Linked DNA regions of Pan troglodytes: region 2 is linked to region 1. A link is a contact called in public Hi-C data. All regions are on one chromosome and are shown on one strand. The core of a region is the stretch at or near the end of the contact, and the rest is flanking DNA. Distances in the headings are between cores, read along the strand shown.

What was found. A called contact is a pair of places that touch in the nucleus more often than the background predicts.
Region 2: a Hi-C map of induced pluripotent stem cells shows a contact between it and region 1, with 2.3 times the contacts expected there. The contact joins the enhancer-like site here to the promoter of TSPAN18 in region 1. A contact is called at or near these places in 1 of 7 Hi-C or Micro-C datasets (induced pluripotent stem cells) and 1 of 1 datasets of contacts at active chromatin or transcription factors (stem cell-derived excitatory neurons).

The regions. Positions count from the first base shown.
Region 1 is chr9:48,737,241-48,744,396 of NHGRI_mPanTro3-v2.0_pri, forward strand. TSPAN18 (tetraspanin 18) reads left to right here and starts at 2,929. Exons shown (of 10, transcript XM_001159889.7): 1 at 2,929-3,237. The region is part of intron 2 of LOC134807346 (a long non-coding RNA gene); the gene reads right to left.
Region 2 is chr9:49,102,984-49,109,535 of NHGRI_mPanTro3-v2.0_pri, forward strand. No RefSeq gene overlaps it. Among named protein-coding and RNA genes, the nearest start is that of PRDM11, 53 kb to the right of the region's middle. Within about 2 kb of position 2,863, at least 3 of the 24 cell types and tissues checked have an H3K27ac peak or open chromatin away from gene starts, as enhancers often do. A contact at or near this core is called in induced pluripotent stem cells, where this site is marked.

The sequences.
Region 1 (7,156 bases), core at 1,679-4,178:
TGGTTCTCGCCATTACATTCAATGATGAGAACCACAATTACTTTTTTTTTTTTTTTTTGAGACAGAGTCTAGCTCTGTCGCCAGGCTGGAGTTCAGTGGCGCAATGTCGGCTCAATGCAACCTCTGCCTCTCGGGTTCAAGCAATTCTCCTGCCTCAGCCTCCCGAATAGCTAGGATTACAGGCACGTGCTGCCATGCCCAGCTAATTTTTGTATTTTTAGTAGAGACGGGGTTTCACCATGTTGGCCAGGAGGGTTTCAATCTCCTGACCTCGTGATCCACCCACCTCGGCCTCCCAAAGTGTTGGGATTACAGGCGTGAGCCACTGCACCCAGCCCACAATTACTTTTGCACCAATACATAGAATTATGTTTCCCAATTGAGAGGACATCCGAGATGTTCAAGGAAATTAAGGTCATTGGAGGTAATCCAAGGGCCTCCAATACCCTAACTGACCTGGTGAGGAGTGGGAGTGGAGGGGGTCCCTTCCCAGTTCTCTTTTCATCAATGCTCTTGATGAAGAGTTTGTTGCTAATGTGTCTTTAACACCTTTCTAGCCTTTGGTAACCTCCCTTTCAAAGAGAAAGTGGGACCTGAGCTTCAGCACCTCCTCAGGCAGCAGTACCTTGTTAGACTGTATTATTATTATTGTGGTTAAAGATACATTGTTAGAATTTAATAACACTTATTTTCATTGTATTTATTTTAATGGTTACCTTCTATTTATAGTAATGTGATGCTGGCTTTCCATTTATGGTAATAATTTAACATACCTTTTTAAAAACAAGCTCACTTAAGTAAATTTTAAAAAAATGAAAAAATAAGAGTTGATTTAGAGAAGCCTATTCAGCAGATGTCCTTAGCTAATGCACAGATAGGGCCAGGTCCTCCATGGAGGCTGGAGAGAGGCTGAGGTCCAGGAAACTGACTTGGAACTGGAGTCAGGGACCGAGCTGGTTGTCTGAGTTGTGCAGCGGGTCTGCACTCTCTTCCCCTGCGCCTGCCCCGTTCTGCCAAGCCCCAGACCCTTAGAGACTCTATCCCTCTCTCTGCCTGTCTCTGGTCTCCACTTCCCGAGCTCCAGCACCCTCGCTGTGGGCTTCCCGTTTTTCCTCTTGAAATGTATGTGGCGCCTGGTGTCCAAGGAGGCTCACACAGGGCCTCTCCCAGCAGCATTCCACAAGTGCAGGGCCTGCGGGGTGTTCAGCCTCCACCCTCCATTCTGTTTTGGCAGCTGAAGGGTGAATGTGGAGCCCTTCTCCTTGTCCTCCTCTTATAGAAATTCCACCATTAGGGACTTCCTCCCCTTGGGTGAAGCTTTGCTCACTCTGGGTCCCTTTGAAACCGCGGATCCAGGGATTTTTCTTGCAGCCACGTGCCTACTCTAAGAGTCCCGGTGACGCGGTGAAGTTCTTGAAAGGACCAGACATCACTGAAGTCCTTACAGGGATGAATCCATTTCCTGGAATGTGGGCAAGGAAAGGCAGCCACTTCCTGCCTCTCAAAACTCTGGCTGGTGGCTGGGTGCAGTGGCTACGTCTGTCATCTCAGCACTTTGGGAGACTGAGGTGGGAGGATCACTTGAGGCCAGGAATTGGAGACCAGCCTGGGCAACATGGTAAGAGTCCAGCTCTACAAAACACACACACACACACACACACACACACACACACCAAAAACAACAGAAAACATTAGCCAGGCATGATGGCGCATGCCTCTGGTCCCAGCTACTCGAGGGGGCTGGGTTGGAAGGATTGGATTGCTTGAGCCCAGGAGGTCGAGCCTACAGTAAGCCGTGCAGGAGGTCGGGCTACAGTGAGCTGTGCTTGTTGACCAGGCTTGTCCAGCCTGGTCAGCAGAGCGAGACCTTGTCTCAAAAACAAAACAAAAACAAAACAAGAAGATCTCCTCCCCCCAAACTCTGCCCAGTGGCCTGACTACCAACATCCATATACAAGACAGGAGTAGGGTCAACTCCTTCCTATCAGTCACCCCTTAGTGAGAATCAGCTGGCCAAGGGGCCTCCTGCAGAGCTGATGTGTGCTTGAATGCCTAGGGCCCACGGGGATGGGGTGTGGAAGCTTCAAGCTGGGACTCAAAACAGAGTTGCCAAGGGAAGAGGAGTGGGCGACCCGAGCCCCTGTCATCAGTACTTTCACTTGGGCTGTCAGCTTTGATCTGCTTGCTTGTCCGTTTTGTCTGGGGCAGGGTCGGGTAGTTGTTTAGAGGAGGCTCAGAGGTTAAAAGTCTCAGGCAAGTCATGTCAGGGGTTGGGAGCCAGAGCTGCTGTGGCAGCAGTACAGAGAAGAAAAGATAAGCTCCCCAGCCCCGCAAGAACCTCAGCCCTGAGGCCGGAGACACCGATCTGGCCCCTTGCAACCAAGTCATTTGCATCCCACCTGGGGTCAGGCCCCTCCATGCTGGAAGTCCCCTTTCTTATCTGCAAGTCAGAGGAGGGTGAGTTCCCCAGGCTTTCAACAGGTACTTCCCCCGGCAGCGGGAAGCCCAGGAGCCCGATCGGGACCGAGGATCTCACCCCAACCCCTGCGTTTGGGCCCCGGGGTCAGCTGAAAGTTCCCCTGGAATAAACACTTCGGGTCCAGCATGCCCCTCTCCCCACTCCCGCAACGATCTTCCGAATTCAGACGCAGAGAGGGCCCGCGGGCAGAGCGGGAGGTGGTCGGAGGCGGAGGAAGGGGAGATGGGCAGAGGGTGGGCCCAGGGACCCCCAGACAAGGCCTGGACGCGGGGCTGGAGGAGGAGGCGGAGGCTGGCGGGAGGCGAGGGGCAGCCCGCAGAGGAGACGCGCTTCTCGGCAGCAACGGCGTCTGGAGCCGGGAGGGGCGGAGGTTTGGGGAGGGGGAGGGAGGGCGGGGGAGGGGAGGGACGGACGGCGGCGGAGGTGGGGCCGGCGGGCTGGCGGGCGTGCAGCTGCCGCCGGCGTCGCGGGGCTCCAGGCTGCGGGGCGGACGTAGCGCCGAGCGATCCACCGCGGAGCCGCGCGAGGCCGCCCGAGCCCCAGCCCCAGCCCCGGCCCCAGCCCCGGCCCCGGCCCCGGTCCCGGCCCCGAGCCCCGAGCGAGCGCCGCCGCCTCGCGCTGCGGGTCCCCGGACGCGCCGCCACCGCCGGGAAGGCAGCCGGCGCCGGGCAAGTTGCGAGCGCGCCCCTCCGACCAGGAAAGTTTCCCCCCGGCCGCCGGCGGGAGTTGGCGCGGGGTCCGGCCGCCGCCGCTGGAAGGTATGGGGCTCCGCACCTCCGTGCCCTCCGCACGCCGCCGCCGCGCCCCCGGGGACCTGGGGACCCCCCCGCGCGCCGCCCTGGGGGTGCTGCTGGACGCGGCGGGGAATTGGGGTGGAGTAGGGATCCCAGGACGGAAGCCCGGCAACCAAGTTCCACTCAAACTAGCACGCGGGGGCTGGGAGGCCGGGGACGGTCTCCACCCGGTGCCTGCCCGGAGTCCGCTGAGGGCCGGGGGCTGCGCCCAGGACAGGTGCAGAGCCGGTGGGCTCCCAATGCTCCAGGTGGAGGAGTGGGGGCTTCTGGAGAACGGCGCGGGGTGGCAGGTGTGGTTACAAGGTTCGGGGTTTCGGCCAGGGCTGCGCCCGGAAAGGGGCTGCTCGCCACGCCACCCGGTAGGACAGTGAGGGACCAGGGACTGGGAGCGGCGATCGGGGCCGGGAGGGCCGTGGGGCCCGGCAGCTGCATGGAGGGCGGGCTGCCTTTGGGGTCCCTGGCAGCGGGGCGGGGCGGGGCGGAGGCGCCACGCGTTCCTCCAGTACCCCCCTTATTCCTTAGGTGTGTGCGGTTTGGGGAAGTGGAGACTCCATGGGGTGCTGGGTGGGTGGGAGGCTCGGGCACGTCCAGATTTAGGGGGCAGTGGGAGCCAGTTGGGAGGGTGCTCGGCTCGGGTGGGATCGCGCCGGCTCCGGGTCCTGCTGGAGTGAGGTGACTGGGCTCCCGCTGGAGTGAGGTGACTGGGCTCCCGCCAGGGGGCGCACTGCCCCGGCCCTCGCCCGCAGGAAGCGCGTTCTGGCTCCTGCGAGGCAACTGCGCCGACATCCAGGACGCAGGGACCACAGACACCCAACTTACGCGGGGTCTCGCCCCGAGGAGCCCGCCCTACACTAGCCAGACGGGGGAGCGGGACCAAGAGTGAGGCGAAAGGTCCACAGTTATAACTGCGCCGTGGGCTGGAAAGGCTGGGAGTCAGGATGTGATTTTTCTCGGGAAGGCTGGCAGGGCAAATGGATGAGTAAGAAATTTACCCCCAGAAAAAGACGTAAGAAACTACAACTGCGAATTGGTGCAGAGAGAGTGGGTTGGAGAATTAACTTTTTGACGGTTTTTGGAGTTGCAGAAACCCAAACCCCAAAATGCATGCACCCTTTTTGTAAAAGTTGCACCTTTGTTTCCTGGATCTGGTCGAATCCCTGTCTGGTGAAGGCAGGATGGGGGTCTTGGGGTATCCTCTCTCTGGGCACAAGTAAACTGGGAGGCACAGGGCGGGCGGTGGGGGATGGGGCCTTAAAGACTTCAGCAGTCCAGGCGAAGTGTTAAATTTCTCAGCAGTCAAGGAGCCCTGGCCCCCACCCTCATCCCCTGGGTCTGTGGTCTCTAGGCCACATTCTTCTGGTCATTTCACAATTATTGGTGGAAATCTGCCCTGGGTCCCAGTTATCTGGCCTCCGGGTCCCTGTATGTTGAGTCTGTGTGTCTGTGCCTTGGGAAGTCGACAGCTGCTGGCATCTGTGAGGACTGTCATCTTTGTCATGTGCGGGGCTAACATTGAAGGGACATTGGAGGGACTATTGCCTCATCTTTCTCTCCAGTTCCCTCCCTCCTCCCATCACTCCAAGTGAGTGCAAAGGAGCAAATCATAGATTGTGCCGTGGCCTCATTGTGGTTGGTAGAAGTTTTCATCTTTCTCTTAGCTGGTAACCTGTGCTCCTTGGGCAGCCCCCCTCCTGCTCCCATGTCCTTAATGTCCCTTACAAAGGTGGGGGAAATGGGGGTCCCTGAAAGAGATGAGGTTCCTCTGTTCAATGTAGTCTGCCACATGTTTTTGTTGGATGCTACTGAAATGCTCCAGGACAAAGTTGCCATAAAGACAGATCAGCATGATTTTTATTTTGAATAGAAGAGGAGGAGGAGAGAGGAGAGAAAGGAAAGGGTGGAGAAGCCTGCTGTCTCTGGATAGGTCTTTAAGACATTCCAGGGGGCTGGAAAACAAAAGAAGTTTTTTTTGTTGTGTTTTGCTTTTAGTGACTCTTGTTTTTCTGTGGAGGGAAGCCTGCATGGACCAGCCCTGCCTTGGAACCTGCCTGGGAGCATGGGGCCCCTAAAAGGCCAGCGTTTCCCGTGTTCTGTCCCTCCCCTCTTCTCCCTACCCCCACCCCACTTTTCCTGAATTGGAGAGGGAATTGAAGGTCCCCAAGGGCTACTAAAGTCTGTGTTTGGGCTTAAAGTATCTTGTGTGGGCTCAGTCTTCTCCCAGGCAAACTCCAAGATCTCTGATTTAGCAACATTTCAAGTCTTGGGCACTCTGTTTCCTTGTCTCCCTTGTCCCCAAACCCATTCAAACAGCCAGTATATGTGGTGCTTTTACCCAACCCCAGGCTGAAATGGTAGCACATCATTGAAAGCTCCAGGACACTTTCTAGAAGCCGAAGTTAGTTGGGTTTAGGATACCTTGGGGTTGGGTTTAGGACACCTTGGGCTGAATCCAGGAAGGAACCATCTGCCCTTTAAAAAATGAGATTTTAATGGTCTGAGGGGTGTGTTGGAGGGCAGGGTGCTGGGTAGGGACACAGGATTAATTCAAGGATGTGTGGGAGGGGGTGCCAGGAAGAGGGAAAATAGCAGATTTGAAATCTAGCTCTTCTGAGTCATCCGTGTGGCCTTGGGCAGGTTATTTCCCCTCTTGAGCCTGCTTCCTCAGTCTGTAAAATGAATATGTTGGCTGAGGAGATTCTGAGCCATCTTGCAACTTAGAGCAGGAGAGTCTAACCTTTTAGGGGGCTGGGCAGCCCTGCTCCATTCCTTCCGCCTTCCATTCAGTGGAAGGTGCCTCTCTGGGCTGGCTTGCCTTTCTCTGCCTGCCTGTACACAGCAAAATCCTGCGTTGAGTGAATGCAGCAGATTCAGAAACCAGCTCCTGCCATCAGAGCTGAAGGACAAAGTGCCCAGCAGTTTTGGGTAGAGAGGGGAATGTCTGTAACCAGTCCCTGCTGGGAGCCCCATGTTAGTCCGCAGGCTCGCTCCCCACTCTTCTTGGGAAGAGCCCTTTCAGTTCCTGGGGTGCAGGTTTTAGGGACCTCTCCCTTTCCAGAGGGCTGCTTTTCTGGTCTATTTCATCAGCCATTGAGAGGGAAAATCAGGAACATTTGTTCATGCTCAGCTGAGGTGCAGCACAGGGAGGGGGCCTTGGAAACCAGCACTCTGGTCCCACTGAGCAGATGATGCCCATTGATCAGGCGTTTCTACCACCTGATGCCATTGAGCAAATGTACCAGCTTGGGCTCCTCCTGCCACCCGGGCTGGCACCCTGGACCTGCATTAGCGCTCCATCTGAGGGAGTGGGGGTGGATCATGAAACACTTTTTTTTTTTTTTTTTTTTTTGAGAGACAGTCTTGCTCTGTCGCCCAGGCTGGAGTGCAGTGGTGCGATCTTGGCTCACTGCAACCTCTGCCTCCCGAGTTCAAGAGATTCTCCTGCCTCAGCCTCCCAAGTAGCTGGGATTACAGGTGTGTGCCACCATGCCTGGCTAATTTTTTTTGAATTTTTAGTAGAGACGGGTTTCACCATGTTGGTCAGGCTGGTCTCAAACTCCTGACCTCGTGATTCACCTGCCTTGGCCTCCCAAAGTGCTGAGATTACAGGCGTGAGCCACTGCCCTTGGCGTTTGAAACACTTTTTATAAAGAATGGGAGAGTAAGATGGTGAGCCTGTGTTTGCAGCTGGCAGGGCTGGTCTTTCATCTGGGTACTTGTTGTCTTAAGATCCAGCTCTTGCCCCTGGTCTGCACCCAAGACTGCTGGCTTAATTAGTGAATTCAACAACTTGGAGATGAGCAAAAACATGTTCACTGGTGGTGGGCAAGTGTGTACAAAAGGCAACAGGATGGAGCAGAAAGGTAGCTGAACCAGGCATTAGGAG
Region 2 (6,552 bases), core at 1,613-4,112, 370 kb after region 1:
ACCCAGCCCACAGCCTGTGGCCTGGAACATATTAATGCTAAAAATATTTGTTAGATGAGTGAGTTACTCAATCCATCATTCCCCAGCTGGCCTCCAAGGCCAGGGCTGTGACCTGGCCCAGTTCCTCCCTGGCTTTCTCCCCAGCCCTCTTTCACGTCCTACTCCCTGCCCTCCAGCAGGCTGGATTCCCTGAAATTGCCTGGATTCATTCCATTTCTCTGCCTGGCTCATTTGATTGTGTCCTAGAACACTCTCCTCTCATTTTCACATGCCCAAGTCCTACCCACTCGTCAAGATCCAGTTCCAGTGCCCCCTCCTACATGCAGCCCTACCTTCCTCTCTTCCCTCCAGGTGCTCAGAGCACATGACCTGGGCCTCTCTTATGGCAGGGGCCACAGTGGGCCTCCTGTATTGTTCTCCACGCCTATGCTAGAATCCCTGTGTACACTCAGAGCAGCTTTAGGGCAGAAATCTGGGTCTGATTCTACAGTCTTCAGGACAGGCCTGCCCCAGAGAGAGGTCTCCATGAAGACTTAATAGAAGAAGGAAGGAAGGGAGGGAGGGGAGGTGAGAGTAGACGTGTCTGTGCTGGCCATGTGTGTCAGCCAGGGGGCGAGGGAGGCTTGAATTGCTTTAGCTTCTGATGCATAAGCCATTCCTCCATCAGCTCTGCCACTCCCTGCTTGGGTGTGCCCACAATGTGGTTCTGGTTTTCTGAGCCTGATCTATACCTTACACCAAACCTGACATTAACATCAGAAATCCTGATTTTCTTCTTTCGCTAAAACCAACTGCGACTTCAACCTCACTGTTTCTGCTAGTCACAGAAATATATGGATGGATGGATGGATGGATGGATGGATGGATGGATGGATGGACAGATGGATGGATAGATGGATGGATGGAAGGATGGATGGATGGATGGATGGAGAATTGGTTGAATGGATGGAGTGAATGACCAAATTAATGACTAAGAGGAAATCATCCAAGAACTATGAATGATGGACCATAGGTGATGGGCTACCAGAATTTGGTGAACCTCAGTCAAATTCTGGCTATGTGTTCATTTATTCACCTGGCATTAATGGAGCACCTGCCATGTGTAAAACATTATGGTAGACCCCAGGAATCTAAACGTGGTCCCTGTCCCCATACAGCTTATAGTCTAGTGAAGGAGTCAGACAAAAAAACTGAGGAATTACCAAGATAATATAATGGGATAAAAAATATGACAGAGAACATGTGGGAAGCTGCCTGGAGCATCACTCATTCCAGAGCATCTGGGAAGGCTTCCTGGAAGAAGCGACATCTAAACTGTGAAAGGCAGGACTGATGAGTACAGGGTAGGGAGTGTGCATGAGGCTGGCAGAGGGAACAGTGTGTGTAAAGGGCAAGGAGCAAAGTTCAATCAGGGGCACGGAGCACTGGGGACAGTAGATGAAGCAGAAGAGGAAGACAGGAGCCAGATCTTTCAGGCCCTCGTGGGCTCCAAAGGAGTTAAGGCTCTGTCCTAAAACAGGAGGAATCCCTTGCAAGGTGTCAAACATGAATGCAGGAAGACTATTAGTTGGAAAATGTGTATCAAAATTTCTTCTGTTCATGCAGAAAGATTATTTTCTTCTGGTGTTTTCCCATAAATAACACTGCGCTACATCTATAAATCACCTGGGAATTTAAAAGCAGGAAACCTTGTACTGCTTTTCTTGGTGATGAAAAACCAAGAAAATGAAAACAGAATTAACCTCTTAGCCTGAAATGTAACGTTTCTCATTGACCAAGTTGAAATTGTCCTATTTCCTTTTTCATTAAAATATGACTCCATTTCATATTTGTAACCCATGAGGTTAAAAGTTCAGAAATCAAAGCCCATGTCTGTTAAAATAATACTGTGCTTCATTGAAAAAAAATAACCAGAATGCCAAAGTTTGTTCTTTTGGTTAAATAATACATTTTCTAGCATGGCTATGTCTCAGAAACAGTTCTCAAGTGTTCACAATAGCTATAATGAGCCTATTGGAGGAGGTATAGTTCACATGTTAAATAAATGACTACATCAAATAGCTTAGGGAAACACAGTTTTAAAATTACCATTTGATTTTCCGATGTGGCTACGAAAGTAAACTGAAAAAAGAGAAGAAATCACTGTTTTAAGATATAGCAGATTCCTCTCCAAAGGAAACCTACAACTACCTATTCCACAGCTTGCAGACTTCATTCATTCGGCGGGATGATGTAAATAACAATCGGGGGTGTGGGAGGGGCTGGTGTGTCCTTCAGGTACCTGTGGATCGGGGAAGCGTGGTCAGGAAGTAGCATTCACACCTGGAGAGCGACAAGGTGCTTGTCACTAGAAGAACCAAAGGAAGGGGGGCCTAGGCAGAAGGAACAGCAGGTGCCAAGGCTCAGAGGCAGGAAAAGACTTAATAGAAATAAAAACAAATAAGCAGGTTGGCATTCCCACGGTTGTCCCTGATTTGCTGTGTGAATGCCCGCCTGCTGCGTGCTTCTCATGTTCCCTGTCTGGGCCTTGTGTCTTCTTCCTGAAGTGGAAGGGGGGTCCCAAGGCTTTTTAGAAGCTGCCTCCTTGCCTAGCTTTCTGGCTCCTCTGTCCCCCGTCCCTGGACTCCTCCCAGCCCCCTCCGGTCTCTTGCCTGCCCTCCTGCAGCCGATGCCCTGGCTGTCAGGGAGATGAAGTTAGCTGCAGGCACATACATTCTTTAAAAACCCAGCCATTTAAGGAAACTATGCCTCTAAACAAACAGTCAAAGGCCCCCACCTCTTGTCCCTAAGGGAGGCAGCACCAGGGCCAGGTCAGGAATTCCGGGCATGTGGGGAAGGCCCTGAATGGAGGGGAAGGCAAGTTGCTGGTCAGACCTCCTCCCCTCAGAGGGCCTCACCCCAGTCCTGAGAACCAGCCCTGACTCCTCCAGGACCCCAGGGCTGCTCTGCTGGTCCCAGGCCAATGGGGCCCAGGAAAAAGGCCAGAGTCATTCCCTGGGCATCTGGCAAGAACATGGCGTCTGTTGTTGTTGTTTTTTTCTTTTTTATTAACTTTTTCATTTTTACTTCTTTTTTTCTTTTTTTAGAGACAGGGTCTCGTTCTGTCATCCAGACTGGAGCATAGTGGTGCAATCATGGCTCACCACAGTCTCCACCTCCCAAGCTCAAGTGATCCTCCCACCTCAGCTTCCTCGGTAGCTGGGACTATAAGCATGTGCCACCATGCCTGCCTAATTTTTTTTTTTTTTTTTTTTTGGTAGAGATGGAGTCTCGTTATGTTGCCCAGGCTGGTTTTGAATTCCTGGGCTCAAGCGAACATCTCACCTTGGCCTCCCAAAGTGCTGGGATTATAGGCATGAGCCAATGTGCCCAGCCTATTTTTACTTTTTACTGTGAAACATACATATAAAATAATCTATATAACATACGCACATTTAAAAGACTATGTTAAATCGTAAAATAATAATAAATGAAGGCTTGTTTAAGCCCAGACTAAGAAACCCAGCCTAAGAAACCTTCCCAATGCTTTCCAAGCCCACGCTTGCCCTGCCCCTGTGGCTGCCCCATATCCCCCTGCCCAGGTTAACCACTGGGTTCCGTGTTGTGCTGTGGAAGCCCATGGCCCAGAGACCCAAGAACATGCTTGTAGTAAGAAAATGGGAGGTTTCGTAAGCTTGTCGCTGCAAGGGAGTGCACAGCCCAGGGAAACCTCGGTGGTGTCTCAGGGAAAGGGATCTGGAAAGCCCCTGAGAAGATCTAGGCTTGGCTGGATGATTCCAAGGAAAACCAGGAAAGCAAGTCCAGTTCTGGACTGAGTGCCTGGGCACTTAATAATTTTGATCTTGGAGGCAGGAGGGTTAAAACCGCACCGGCGTTGTCTCTGGTGAGCAAGCCACTGTCACTCAGAAAGGCAGTGGAGAGGAAGGGGTGTTTCACCGGTGCTTACTCACTGGTGGGGTCTCACAGTTAGCTTGGTCTGTGTCTATGAGTGTGGTTTGTGGTTTCTTGGAAACGTTATCTATCTGTGAGCACAATTTGTCATTACTCAGTGTTAATCATTGTGCTGCTTTTCTTTATAGTTTGCATGTATAGTATGTATCTTGTAGATTTATGAGTGGCTAAATGATATGCTGTTTGTCATCACCACCACTACCCCACCACTGCCACTACAACAACCCCACCACCTCCATTGCTGCCACCATCACCACGACAGCTACGCCCTCACACCCACAGAAGCGGCGGTGTGGGAGGCCACATGTGCTCTAGCTGTTCCATGTGTGGGGTGTGTATCTGTGTATGCCGGGGTGGCTGTGGGGGGAGGGAGAGAGGCTATTTAGAGAGTTTCAGGCTGAGCAGCACTGAGGAACCAAGAAGTTGGTTGCAAAGATCTGGGCCTACTGCAAAGATCATTGAGTACCTCCTGCGGTCCCAGTCTCTCTCTCTCCTTACTCCTGTATTTATCTGAAGATGAGGACTGAGTGACCAAACAAGCATGGGATCAAGGGCCAGAAAGTAGCATCAGGCTCAGAGCTGAAATCAGGGCTGGCACTGGGAGGCCCCGACAGCAGGAGCCTCTGATCCACCTTGTTCCAGCTGTCTTGAGGACCATCTCTCCCGGCAGCATACCGTGTGGCTTCACACTACTCTGCCTCTCTGAGCCTCGGTTTCTTCATCTATAACATGGGAATAAGAGTAAGCCACCTCAATGGACTGTGGGAGGCTTAAGTAAATTGAAGTGCCGTGCAAGTAGCTAGCATGCAGTTGCAGCTCAATGAATGTGAGTCCCTTGTCCTCCTCTGGGGATGGGCTGGAATCACAGGGTAGTGGGTGGCAGGTAGCAGGAGGTGAGACGATGGGGTGCCATGACCTCTCCTAACACCTGATGCTGGACAGGAAACGGGAGGCTTCTGGGAAAGGCCCGGGACAGATGCGACCTGCCACCCAGGCTGCCCCTGAATGTCCTCTGCCCAGTGCTGCCCCAGCTGCATGGAGGGACCCCAGAGTGGGGCATGGGCTGGGAGGGGGTGGGGGAGGCTGAGAGAGCAGGAGGAGGAAGTGAGTCATGGTGCGGAAGAGGAGAAAAGGCAAGAAGGAAGAACATGCAGGAAGAAAAGAGGGAGAGACAGATATGACGGGAGGAAAGAGGAGAGGAGGGGAAAGGAGAAGGAAAGGGAGGGGAGGGGAGGGGAGGACTGAAGGGAGGAAGTAGAGGGAGCAAAAAATGGGAGGGAGGAAAGAAGGAAGGAAGGAGGGATGGAAGGATGGAAGGAAGGAAGGGAGGGAGGGAGGAAAAGACGGAAGGAGGGAGGGAAGGAGGGAAGGAATTGAAGAAAGGGAGGGAAGGAAGGGAGGGAAGGAAGGGAGGGAAGGGAGGGAAGGAAGGGAGGGAAGGGAGGGAAGGAAGGGAGGGAAGGAAGGGAGGGAAAGAAGGGAGGGAGGAGGGAGAGAAGGAAGGGAGGAAGGAGGGAAGGAAGGGAAGGAAGAGAGGAGGGAAGGAAGGAAAGGAAAGAAGGAAGGGAGGGAAGGAAGGGAGGGAGATGAGGAGACACTGGCAGCTCAGTACCTGGCAGAAGGAGATAAACAGAGTCTGGAGCCACCACTGCCCTTGTCCAGCCACCAGCACAGGCATGGGGGCAGGGAACTGGGCTGGCTGGCCTTGCCAACTGCTTAACAACGCCCTTCCCCAACCTGCCACCACAGTGGGATCCCGCCAACCTGCCACCCTGTCTGCTGGGAACAATAGGGAGCTGTCTGAAGCTGTGTCACTGGCTGCCTCCCCCAAAAGAAGGTGACAGCGATGTCTCCCTGCCATGGGCCTCAAAGCCAGCTGCCAGCCCTTCTAAGCCGTGGGGACAGGAACCTACAGCTGGGCCTCCCTCTGTAACAGCTCCCCCTTGGAACCCCTCCACACCCACCTCCTCCTTTTATTTCCTCCAGCCCTCAGCTCCCTCAGCCTGATCTCCCCAGGCGTCCCCTGACATTTGGCCTTGCTCCCCGCTGCTATCTGCTCATCATGTTGAGGACAGGAGATGGGAAAGGGCAGTAGAGACAGTGCTGGGGAGTCAGGACGTGGGGTTTCAGTCCCGCCTTTGTCACTGTGGCACAGATGGCCAGCCGTCTCTCATCATCTATTCTCCCCTCTTCCTGATGAACGCACCCCTAATTTGGTGTCAGGCACATGGCAGCTGAGAGTAGAGGCCACATTTCCCAGCCTCCTCTGCAATTACATGTCACTATGTGACAAAGTTCTGACCAATGCAATAGAACTGCAACCCCTGGGACATGTCCTCTTGGGGAAAGGCATTCTCTTTTTAACCCCTCTGCTTTCTGCTCTGGAATGCAGATTATGATGGCTGCAGATACGATGGCTACAGCTGGGGCACCCATTTCGGGTCACAAGGTAGGGTTCAATGTTGAAGATGGCAGAGCCAATTGCATCCCTGATGATCGTGGAGTGTCGGGCCTGCCTGAGATGCTCATCTCTCTTCCTTTACCAGAGAGAGAAAGTAAGTTGTTTAAGCTGCTAATGTGGGGGCTCCTCAAAATGCTTGC